Linked DNA regions of Sus scrofa: regions 1 and 3 are each linked to region 2. A link is a contact called in public targeted proximity ligation data. All regions are on one chromosome and are shown on one strand. The core of a region is the stretch at or near the end of the contact, and the rest is flanking DNA. Distances in the headings are between cores, read along the strand shown. Region 1 overlaps PRKD3 (serine/threonine-protein kinase D3). Region 2 has its middle 33 kb from the start of RMDN2. Region 3 overlaps PRKD3 (serine/threonine-protein kinase D3).

Region 1 (3,268 bases), core at 655-3,154, 600 kb after region 2:
CCCGTTGGGAAATACATGCTTACACACACAACCTTGTATACCCAAAGCACTTCATTATGGCTCCCAATCCAGATGACATGGAAGAAGATCCTTAATTATCAATGAGCTAATAACTTCATTAAGGAAGGATTTCATGTTATGGACCGATATTTTGCTGCATAAGTGTTGTTCTCTGTAGATTGTCATCTGAAAGGATGCAAAGACATGAGGAAATACGATAAGGAAACAGTGACACCAATACTGTAGTTCATAATGAGTAGGTACAAGAGGGGAAACTGAGTAATAAAAACATAATGGAACCCAAGGTGAAGCTTTTCATAAATTTTTATAGCATAAGCAATAACTGGTTTTTGTATTTTTTCCTAATTGTCCATTTTAGTACAATAGTAGCACCTAATTATCTATCTTCCCTTTCCTATTCTTACGTTATTTTTTTAAAAGGCAGAAAAGTCAAGCTAGAGTCCAGTTACTGCGTAGCTTGACCAAATAATACAAGAGTTATAAGGTTGATTTCTAAAAAGATTTGCGCTTAAGTGCTGAGAGGCTACCAGCATGCCTTTCCTATAAACATTTAACTGGCCATAGAGGCATTGAGGGGGGTTTTCCTAGACCCCACGAAAGGGAGTGATGGACTGCTCTACCTTTTTTAGGTCAGTCAAGACTCCAAAACGGTGATCCCTACCCTTTTTGCAGTTGAAATTCTCAATATGCTCTTTAGAACATAAAAATTGTCATCTTTTGTGAGCCTGTTGCAACAGCCTCTTAAGATAATTTGGAACTAATGTACAGGACCAGGAGTAGGGACTGCTGATCTAAGTGCTGAGTTGTTATGTATGTTTTCTTATAGCTCAACTCGCTGCTAAATACTCATGTTCCCATTGACGCCGTTGTGATGCCACAATTGGATTCTCACATTTAGGGGGTATAGATCTGAACTCTGATTACACAATTTATCTTTACACAGGGCTGAATAATTTGGGAAAGAAAATTAAATATATGCTAAAAGTAAGGCCAGTGCAGAGTCAGTTAATGCTATAGGAAAGAATAATAAACTGTACTTTTTCCTTCCCTGAGCTTGATAGAAGGCTCTACTGGATGCTTACTGGAATATTTTTAAATCAATTATTTTAAGCGGTTTGGGGAAGTGGGTGGGGTGGAATATGAAACAGTCTGTAAGAGTAGGGCTATATTTTCAGCTAAGCAAATGAAGAAATAGGGTTCTTTTTTTTTTTTTTTAATATTTCAGCTCCAGCAGCCAGCTAAAGACTTCTACCCAGATATATTTAAGAGGTTAGATTTTTTTTCAAAGTTTTTTAAAAGTCGCTAACAGTTTTCTCCCTCAAAAAAAGATCTGAGACCATTCACTTACAGAAAACCTAGGGAATTTTGTTCTTCATCCTTCAGTAATCAGTATAAAATGATTTCCCCTCTAAAAAGAGCAAAATATGTGGAGTACAAAAATCTGGCTCTATTCTGGAAGTTCTCTGTGGCACAGCAGACTAAGGATCCAGCATTGCCACAGCTATGCCATCCCTGGCCTAGGAACTTCCACATGCTGCAAAAACAGGCAAAGCCCTGGGGGATGGGGGTTGAATCTGGCTCCTTTCTTTATTAGCTATGTTGGCCTGGGCAGGTAACAAATCTGTCTGAGCCTTGAGCTCTTCAATCTGTAAAATGAAGATTTTAATTCTTGCCCTACCTCCCTTACAATGTTGATGTGAAGATCAGATATTCATAAACTAAATACATAAAAGTGTTAACTATCACTGTCTCCTGAAGTTGAGGTAGCAAAAAAAAAAAAAAAAATGTTGTTGTGAGCTATGACTAAGAGGGCCTCTAGAGCTCCCTGAGGTTGTCCTTATCTAGGACTAAAAATATCCTTGAAAGAATGAAAGCAAACATGTGGTGCTCCTCTGTTTTGAGCCCTTTACGTGTGTTACCCTCACAACAGCCATGAGGTAAGTGCGTTATGAGGAAAGGAGATAAAGTAACCAGCTGAAAGGCACACAGTTACTATGTGGGTTTGAACCCAGGGGTAGTGTGGCTCCAAAGTTGTTACTACTCTTCCAAAATATACTGCTATATTCTCTACCCCTATATATCTCCAGGAGACATTCCACAACGTCTCTCAGTATTTCATTCTCATATGAATTTAAAAATTAATTTTACAAAGCCTTCTGGAAATCTATTTTCCATGTGACAGGATAACTTCCCCAAATTTCTCCAAAGTGTGTTTATATCGGTGTGCTAAAATGAAGTAATTCTGAGTCACTCTAGGCACCCTATTGTGGTTTTACTGCGTAAGATGAAAATTAACTGGAATGTTTGCTATACTTATATAATCAAACTTTACAAGCCATGAAAATTAATTGCACTCTCTTTGTTGCTGAATGCCTAAGAAGTTTTCTTAAAAAAAAAAAAAAAAATTTTAAAGGCACTGTCAGATAATTTGGAGTTGAGTGATTTCTCCAGTTACTGTTTAACCTGCATAACCTTTTTTTTGTCTTGAAGTTGTGTTTGTATAAGAAATAATCATTAGAAACATTTGGTAATGTACAAAGTAGTCTATAATGACACTGTTCAGTACATTTTTATTTTTTGTTACATTCCACTTTTTGTAAATATCCTCAGAAGCTTGATAATAAAATGTATTTCCATATCACCATACTTTTCCATGTGAAAACCTGAGCCTATCTCTAGTTAGAGGTATACAAAGAAAATTTTATTTAGTTGTGTTATTTTTCCAAGCTTTGGTAAAAGAACTGTTTGGAAATAGTATTTATAAATGGAACTAATGCTATATTTAAGAACATAGATTTTTTTAACTAAAATAAAAAACAAGTCATTATTACAATTTTATATAAAATTTGAGTAATTACCTTGAGGTCTCATTTCTTGGAATGAAAGTTTGGAATAATTATAAATTTTTGGAAACTACTGTCTAATATTCAACTACTGCAACTGCCAAAAGACTTAAATACCTAATATCAAAGTAAATTTTGTAGGTTTAAGAAGCATTGCCTGACTCCCCCACCTCATAAAAACTATTATTTAATTGGGACAACCTATAGCATTTTCATCTTCTAAAAATTCTCCAAGTCTTTAAGGGCGGCTAGGAATGGCCCAAAGCTGGGCAGCATCTGAAAAATAAGGCCTCCATCTTCTTTTAATTTAGAGGGAGATACAAAATGCTAGTCCTATTTTCAGCTAAGCTGAAGGCACAATAAAAAGCAACCATTCATCACTCTGCCAATGAACTCTGATAGCC
Region 2 (3,457 bases), core at 273-2,772:
GAAGTTCCAGGGCCAGGAATCAAACCTGCATCACAGTATCCATCCGGAGTGCTATACCGCACCACAAGAGAACGCCTCTCCTTTTTTTTTTTTTTTAAAAAAAAAAGTTTATTGAAATATCTTCTCTCTCTCTCTTTCTCTCTCTCTCTCTCTCTCTATATATATATATATATATATATATATACTTATATATATATACTTATATATATATATATACTCTCTCTCTATATATATATATATATACTTATCAAGAGAAGAAATTCAAATGGCCGAAGGGTGCTTAAGCATTTCTAATCATCAGGGAAATGCAAACAAAACCCACAAAGAGATATTACCCCCCACTTGTCAAGGTGGCTATTATCAAAAAACCCAAAAGATCGCAAGTGTTGGTGAGATTGTAGAGAAAGGGAATCCTGTGACATGTTGGTGGGAATGTGAATTGGTGCAGTCACTATGGAGAACAGCATGGAGTTTCCTCAAAAACTTAAACATAGAGCTAAAATAGAAAAAAAAGATCCTCTGCTCTTTTTTTAAACAAAAGATTCTGATGATTTTTTAAAAACACATTTCTGCTGATGATGGTAAGTGTTGTCCTTTCTGCCTTAGGAACCCTGGATGTCTCACGGCAGTGGCTACTGGTCCCCAAGTTGGTGCCCCAAGGGACGAAACCCTCCACACCAGGAGCTCTAGGCAGCCTCAGGCAGTTTCTCCATTCAGGACAGGAGCAACTGCCCTGTTTCCATGCTCTGCTATTTGATCTGGGCTTTGGGGATCTAAAGCATCATCGTCCTGACATAACTCACTGGCCAGCTTCTAAAAGCACAGGGGGCAGAGTCCCGTCCCCTGCCCCCTCCCTCCTGCTTTTACAGATCCTATCACATTCTCAGGCAGGAATTCCCTCCTGGCCTCCATCAGGGGCACCATCCTATGCCCCCAGGAACATTCCCTTATAGGCCTATGGAATTTGTGATTTTAGTGGCATTTGTGTGGTTTGTTTAATTTCTCCCACTAGACTCTAAGTTTGAGGCAGGGTGAGGTGTCTGTGTGTGTGTGTGAAACACGTCTGTCTTTTTGACCGAGGTGTCTCCATGCACAGCTCAAGTCTAGCACAAAGTAGGTACTCAGCAAAGAGTTGCTGAATAAGTGAAAGAATGACTGGTGTTGGCCTTCCTCCAAAGGTCTGGCAGGCATCTAAGGGTTAACCTACTGCAGCCACTAAGCAGCCAGACTGCCTGCCTTTATGTCACTTCTCAGGCCTTTGAGAGGACAGACCTATGGAGGGGAGAGGAGAGTTTCCAATTGAGCGAGGCTGGGTTTGCAGCCTGCAGCCCCCGTGCGCACCAAGCTCTCCTGCAAACCCAGCCCTGAAGCACGCGTCTGCCTGCTCCTTCCCCCTCTTTCCTTCATTGCTCCCTATGGGCGTGGGGCTGGCACTGAGCTTGATTCTAAGTCAGGCTGTTCTAACAGGAAGCGAATAGTGTTCCTTCAGTGATGGAGGTGTTTCCTTCTTAAGGAAGTTACAATGGGCTCTTTTCACAGAGAAAGGGGCCGGGCCTGTGTGTGGCCACACTGCTGTCTGTCCTGTGCAGAGCAAAGCATGTTCTGGACTCAGGGCTTCCTCTCCTGGAAGAGGTATGGGGCTGAGCCCTGAAACAGGGAGGCCAGGCCCCTCTGAGCCTCGGTCTCTCTGCCTGCTGAATACAAGCATCCTCTGGAAGCCTCCTAGGGTCACTGTGGAATCTTTTTCTTTCCTTGGCTCCCAGGACACAGTAGGCTGGGTTTTCTTCCTATTTTGTAATTCCCTTGCTACATCCTCTTCCTCTTTGTAATCTCTCCATCCTGTCATCCTGAGCTCCCCAGAGCTCCCTCCTGAGGCCCCTCTCCTCCAGCCACACTCACTCCTGAGTGTCATGATGATAAAGTCCCTCTGTGTACTGAGGAATCCCACATGCTTCCAGCTCTGGCTTTGCCCTGGACTCCAGATTCTAATAGCCAACTGCCAACTCTGCATCCCCTCTGGGATGTCAAATAGGTGTTTCATGCTCACTGAGCTAAAGAAGAACTCTTTTTTTTTTTTAAAAAAAAAAGATTACTTCTTTATAAGTGATAGAACATTAATGTAGGCCCAACACTCTATAGCATGTGCAATAGTGGAAAAATAGGGCCTGTCATGTTAAAGGTCACAAAGACTGTAAGAAGTTGGCCATCTTGATGCTATTTTAACAATGAGGGGGAGGTTCTAGCCACCTAAATAGAATGGGGGAGGTGTAGAAAAAAGGAGGATGAAAATGATTATTTTCAAATGGTATGACTGTCTACACCACAAACCAAAGAGAATCTGTGGAAAAGAAAATAACATAAAAGAGGTTTCAGAAAATACTCAGAAAATAAATATACATGTATTACTACCTTGTTTGAGCAGTAACAAATTCCAAATATAATAAAAAGGTCCTATATCCAGTAGAAATTTTTTAAATACATAGCACAGAACCAGCTTCTCAAAAAAGTCTAACATGTTAAAAATTAAAGATAAACTATCTTTAAAAGCAAATGGAAAATTAGGAAGACTTTGCAAGTATACAATAAATTTTCATATCTCTAATATATAAATAGTTCCTACAAATAAATAAGGAAAAGGTGGATTTCCAATTAAAAATTGACCAAGAGCAAATAATTCACAAAAGAAAAAATAGTCTATGAGTTTGTTAAATGTTTGGCATTGTTAACAATCAAGGAAGTACAAATTAAAATGATGAAATTTATGGCTAGTCAGGTTGTAAGCTTCTTCTAAAATAGTGGATTCTGGGCAGCTGAAAAGAATGAGAAATGTCCACTGCACTAGTTGGCTTCTATTATATGTGTATTTGTCTATTGCTTATCTCCTCCACTAGAAAAGCATCATGAAGTCAGGGACTTTGTCTTTTCTCCCTATATCCCCAGGGTCCAGAACAGTGACTACATGGAGGTGTCCCCTAACCCCATAACTATGTGTTCAATGAATATCAGCTACTGTATTGAAAATGTTGGCAACTGTAAAGATTAAATAAGCTAGCTGGTGTTATCATTCTTCCTCTTGATGGTTGATGCTCCTAGCCCTCTTCCTGTTGCCCTTCTCCTCCAGCTTCTAGAGCTAAAGCATGCTAGTCTAGCCTGATGTGGCTGGAAAACAGGCAGGTGGAGCAGGGCCAGGTGCTCTGTCCCAGAGACTGAAGTCAGAAACAACAAAAGAGAATCCTAGGCAATTTCAAGGAGGGAGGACGGGGTGAATCGGAGCAAAAGTGAGATTTCTAGGACAATGCTAAAGCTCTATCCTGTTAGCACCTTCCTTAAAGGGGACAGAATCCCAAGAATTAGGGCTTTGTTAGCCATCCTGTGCTTTCATACTTGGGGAGCCCAAGGGAGGGTACGATATGGGAAGTTGGGGCATAGTGGCTGCAGGGACAGGAATGGTAAACAG
Region 3 (3,693 bases), core at 1,191-3,690, 580 kb after region 2:
ACCTACATATGGATATTTATAGTAGCTTTATTCATAGTTGCCAAAATTTTTAAAGCAATATATATCCCTCAGTAGGTAAATGGCTAAACTGTGCTATATCTAGACAATGGAATTTTTTTCAGCACTAAAAAGTAATGAGCTATCAAGCCATGAAAAGACATGGGGAGTCTTAAATGTGTATTACCAAGTGGAAGAAGCCAATGTAAAAAGATTACGTACTGTATGATTCCAACTATATGACATTCTAGAAAAGGAAAAATTATGGAGACAGAAAAAAGATCAAGGTTGGGCATGGGGACAGGTGGGGATAAATAGGCAGAACATGGAATTTTTAGGGCAGTGAAAGTACTCCATGTGATAACTATAATGTTGGCTACATGTCATCATGCATTTGTCCAAACCTATAGAATATACAACACCAAGAGTGAACCATAGTATAAGCTATAGACTTTTGTGATTGTGATGTGTCAGTGTAGGTTCATCAGTTGTAACAAATGTACCACTCTAGGAGGGGTGTTGACAGTCTCTTCATCTTCCCCTTAATTTGCTGTGAACCTTACACTGCTCCAAAAAAGTATTAATTTTAAAAAATTATTTAAAGTCACCAAAATTCTGCATGGCAAAAAACAAAAGCAAAGACAAATGGCAAACTGAAAAAAGTATTTTCAACTCATCTTCTAAGCAAGGATTAATTCTGTTATATGTAAAGAGTGCCAACAAATTGATAACAAAAAGACCACAACAAAATAGAAAAATGGGCAAGGAATATGAACAGCAAGTTTACAGACAAAATAGAAGTGACCTGTAAATCTAAGATCTTGATCTAATCTTTAACAAAAAAATGCAATTAAAAATTTAACCAAAATTACCAGTTTTTATTTATCTGTAGCAAAGATCAAAAAGTGTAGTACCATGCTGCATTAGAGAAAGTTTGAGTAAATGGTCACTGTTATGTTACTGATGAGACTATAAATTGGGTCCGATGTTGTGTAGGATAATTTAACACTGTCGAGTAAAATAACCCAGTAAGCCAGCCTTTATAAATTTAGCCTATAGGTACATTGCCTGTCTGTCTGTGTAATACATACGTATTTGTCTGTGCATTGCTTAAGATTCTCAGAAAAGAACCCCCCAAACCTAATAACATTGCTTGCCTGGAGTCAGGGTGGGAGTGAGATTTGAATGACAATGGAAGTATACTTTTCAATGCATATGCTTTGAATTTTCTGAATTTTGAACCTCATGAATTTTAAACCTCTTCAGAAGTACAAATTTATGAATAGAAGTGAAAGGGAAAGGAAAGCTCAGGCACTTTGGAGGAGTCTTTACTTTTGAGCCTCACAGTTTTATTCTCTTTACTTTATAGAGAAAAAGGCATTATTGGAGACTGGACAGTAAATGTTTAACATTGTTTCAAAACGAATCCGGATCAAAGTATTATAAGGTAAAGATGTCGTATCTTTAAAAAGTATGTGTACATTAAAAGATGTGTTTTTCAAATATATCTAAATAGTATTTATTAACTGTTATGTTGGGATATTACAGCTCTGCCTAATAATGATTTATGGAAGTCACTGTTAAGTTCTCTGTTGAAGCAACTGTCCCCTGCCCCCTCCATTTTACCCCCACAACAGCCCTGCTACCAAAGGTTGTTTTCTGTTCTGTGTTTCTCGGTTTTGGTCTGCCTGTCAGGTTGCTCCTGCTTTCCTTCTGGATACAAGTGGTCCTATGTATCTGTAATGCCTTACCATTTTAAATAAGGGACTTGAGCATCCATGGATTTTGGTATCTGCAAGAAGTCCTGGAACCAATCCCCTTTGCCTACCAAGGGATGCCTCTGCTAGAATTTAGACTAGACTGCTAAGAAAGTCCATGAGCATTGCAGGTTCAGAAGAGGCCAATGTAGTATTGGCATTCTCCCATATTCCATTTTACCTTAGCCTCCAATCCTCAGAGGCTTCTTTTGGGTCTTCTCCTTTGTGTAATCCTCTTTGCTTGGCTTGCTTCACGTTTTGCCATGCCACAAACTGACAGCGAGCAAAATTGTCAGTGTGGCAGTAAGAAAGAGAATTGAAACCAATGAATTGCTTTGATCTGGTTGGGTTTTTTAAAATAAATTGTTTGCCTTAGGAAATAGACTAAACATAAATGATTATTACAATTATGGACAGAACCAGAATGGAGTGCTTAAACAACTTACAGTGATATTCCTCTTTTTGCTGCTGTTATTTCTCCTTTGTAGCCCTTTGGGGCTGTATGTTGCAGACAGCAGCCAGTAGGGTAGTTCTTAAATTGATTTAATGAGAACTGGGAAATGATGAGTGTTGGGTATACTGGCAGTTGCCCTCCAAAATCCTTTCCCTCCCTTTTGTTCTGTTGACCTACTACAGGCTTGAATCACGGCTTGGTTATTATACCCCATGCTCTGCCTCTGGCATTGGCAGACATGCAGACCATTCAGGGTAGATGTTATCATTAAGACTTGACTATATGTTCTGTGTACTGCATACTTGTGTGTGTCTTAATGGTATTCATTAGAAATGCCTATCTTTGATTATTTAATGTATTTGAAAATAAAAACAAAGATGTATTCACATTTTCTAATGTTTTAATTTTTTACTTTAGGAAATTCCACTTTCAGAAATTCTCCGTATATCCTCGCCACAAGATTTCACAAACATTTCACAAGGCAGCAACCCACACTGTTTTGAAATCATCACTGACACTATGGTATACTTTGTTGGTGAAAACAATGGGGACAGCTCTCACAATCCTGTTCTTGCTGCCACTGGAGTGGGACTTGATGTAGCACAGAGCTGGGAAAAAGCAATTCGTCAGGCTCTCATGCCTGTTACCCCTCAAGCAAGTGTTTGTACTTCTCCAGGGCAAGGGAAAGATCACAGTAAGCAATAAGCTTCTTCATAGCTTTTTTTCCCATTTGGTTCTTAAGCACATTGTGGGTGTGGTTGCATTTCTGTATTTATTTTTAATGCTCATTTTAACCTTTAGTAACCAATACCATTTTTAGTAACCGATACCACCAGTTAAATCCTTTAGACAATTCTGTTGGTTATAACATACACTTAAAATCCCCAGAGCTAGGCTCCATTTAAATCCTGGCTCTGCCAACCTGTTACGTGATCTTAGGCAAGTACGTTACATCTTTGTAATAGTACCTATTCTATAGGGTTGTCAGCATTAAATGAAAGAACTCTCATGGAATTAAATAAATTATCTGTATTAATATTTTGCTTCATGGTAGGATTTTCAGGCTATAAAGTCACACTTCACATCATACTCTTGAAATCTGCGAAGGCAGAAATGCTGTATTTCTTTTAACTGATTAAAACATTCAGCAACATTTAAAAAATTATTGAAACACATGTTCTTTGCACCAACAAAATTTATAAAATAAAACCTAAATTTTATAAAGGTTCAAGTGGACACTTAAGCAGAAAACTATAGTAAAATGTTACTTTTCCCCCATTGGCATTATGCTCTTTATGGGGAAACATCATTCGTTCATTAGACAAATACATTTAAATTGAAAGAAGTATCAGCCTGTTTCTAAATGTACTTTATTTCAGCTCACCTGTGCTACTTTGTATATCTATTTTTGGCATTGTGTAGGCTCTGAGCTACAATATGAAAGAACACAGAATTTTCAAGATTATTAAGGAAGATAGGACATAC

What was found.
Region 1: a targeted proximity ligation map of alveolar macrophages shows a contact between it and region 2. A contact is called at or near these places in 2 of 47 Hi-C or Micro-C datasets (embryonic fibroblasts and skeletal muscle) and 1 of 2 datasets of targeted methods (alveolar macrophages).
Region 3: a targeted proximity ligation map of alveolar macrophages shows a contact between it and region 2. A contact is called at or near these places in 2 of 47 Hi-C or Micro-C datasets (epiblast stem cells and skeletal muscle) and 1 of 2 datasets of targeted methods (alveolar macrophages).

Annotation. Positions count from the first base shown.
Region 1 is chr3:102,941,232-102,944,499 of Sscrofa11.1, forward strand. The region is part of intron 18 of PRKD3 (serine/threonine-protein kinase D3); the gene reads left to right. It overlaps NDUFAF7 (protein arginine methyltransferase NDUFAF7, mitochondrial), which reads right to left. Exons shown (of 11, transcript XM_021087630.1): 11 at 1-186. Among named protein-coding and RNA genes, the nearest start is that of NDUFAF7, 21 kb to the right of the region's middle.
Region 2 is chr3:102,338,604-102,342,060 of Sscrofa11.1, forward strand. No RefSeq gene overlaps it. Among named protein-coding and RNA genes, the nearest start is that of RMDN2, 33 kb to the left of the region's middle.
Region 3 is chr3:102,918,716-102,922,408 of Sscrofa11.1, forward strand. It overlaps PRKD3 (serine/threonine-protein kinase D3), which reads left to right. Exons shown (of 19, transcript XM_013996212.2): 10 at 1,367-1,444; 11 at 2,626-2,902. Among named protein-coding and RNA genes, the nearest start is that of NDUFAF7, 44 kb to the right of the region's middle.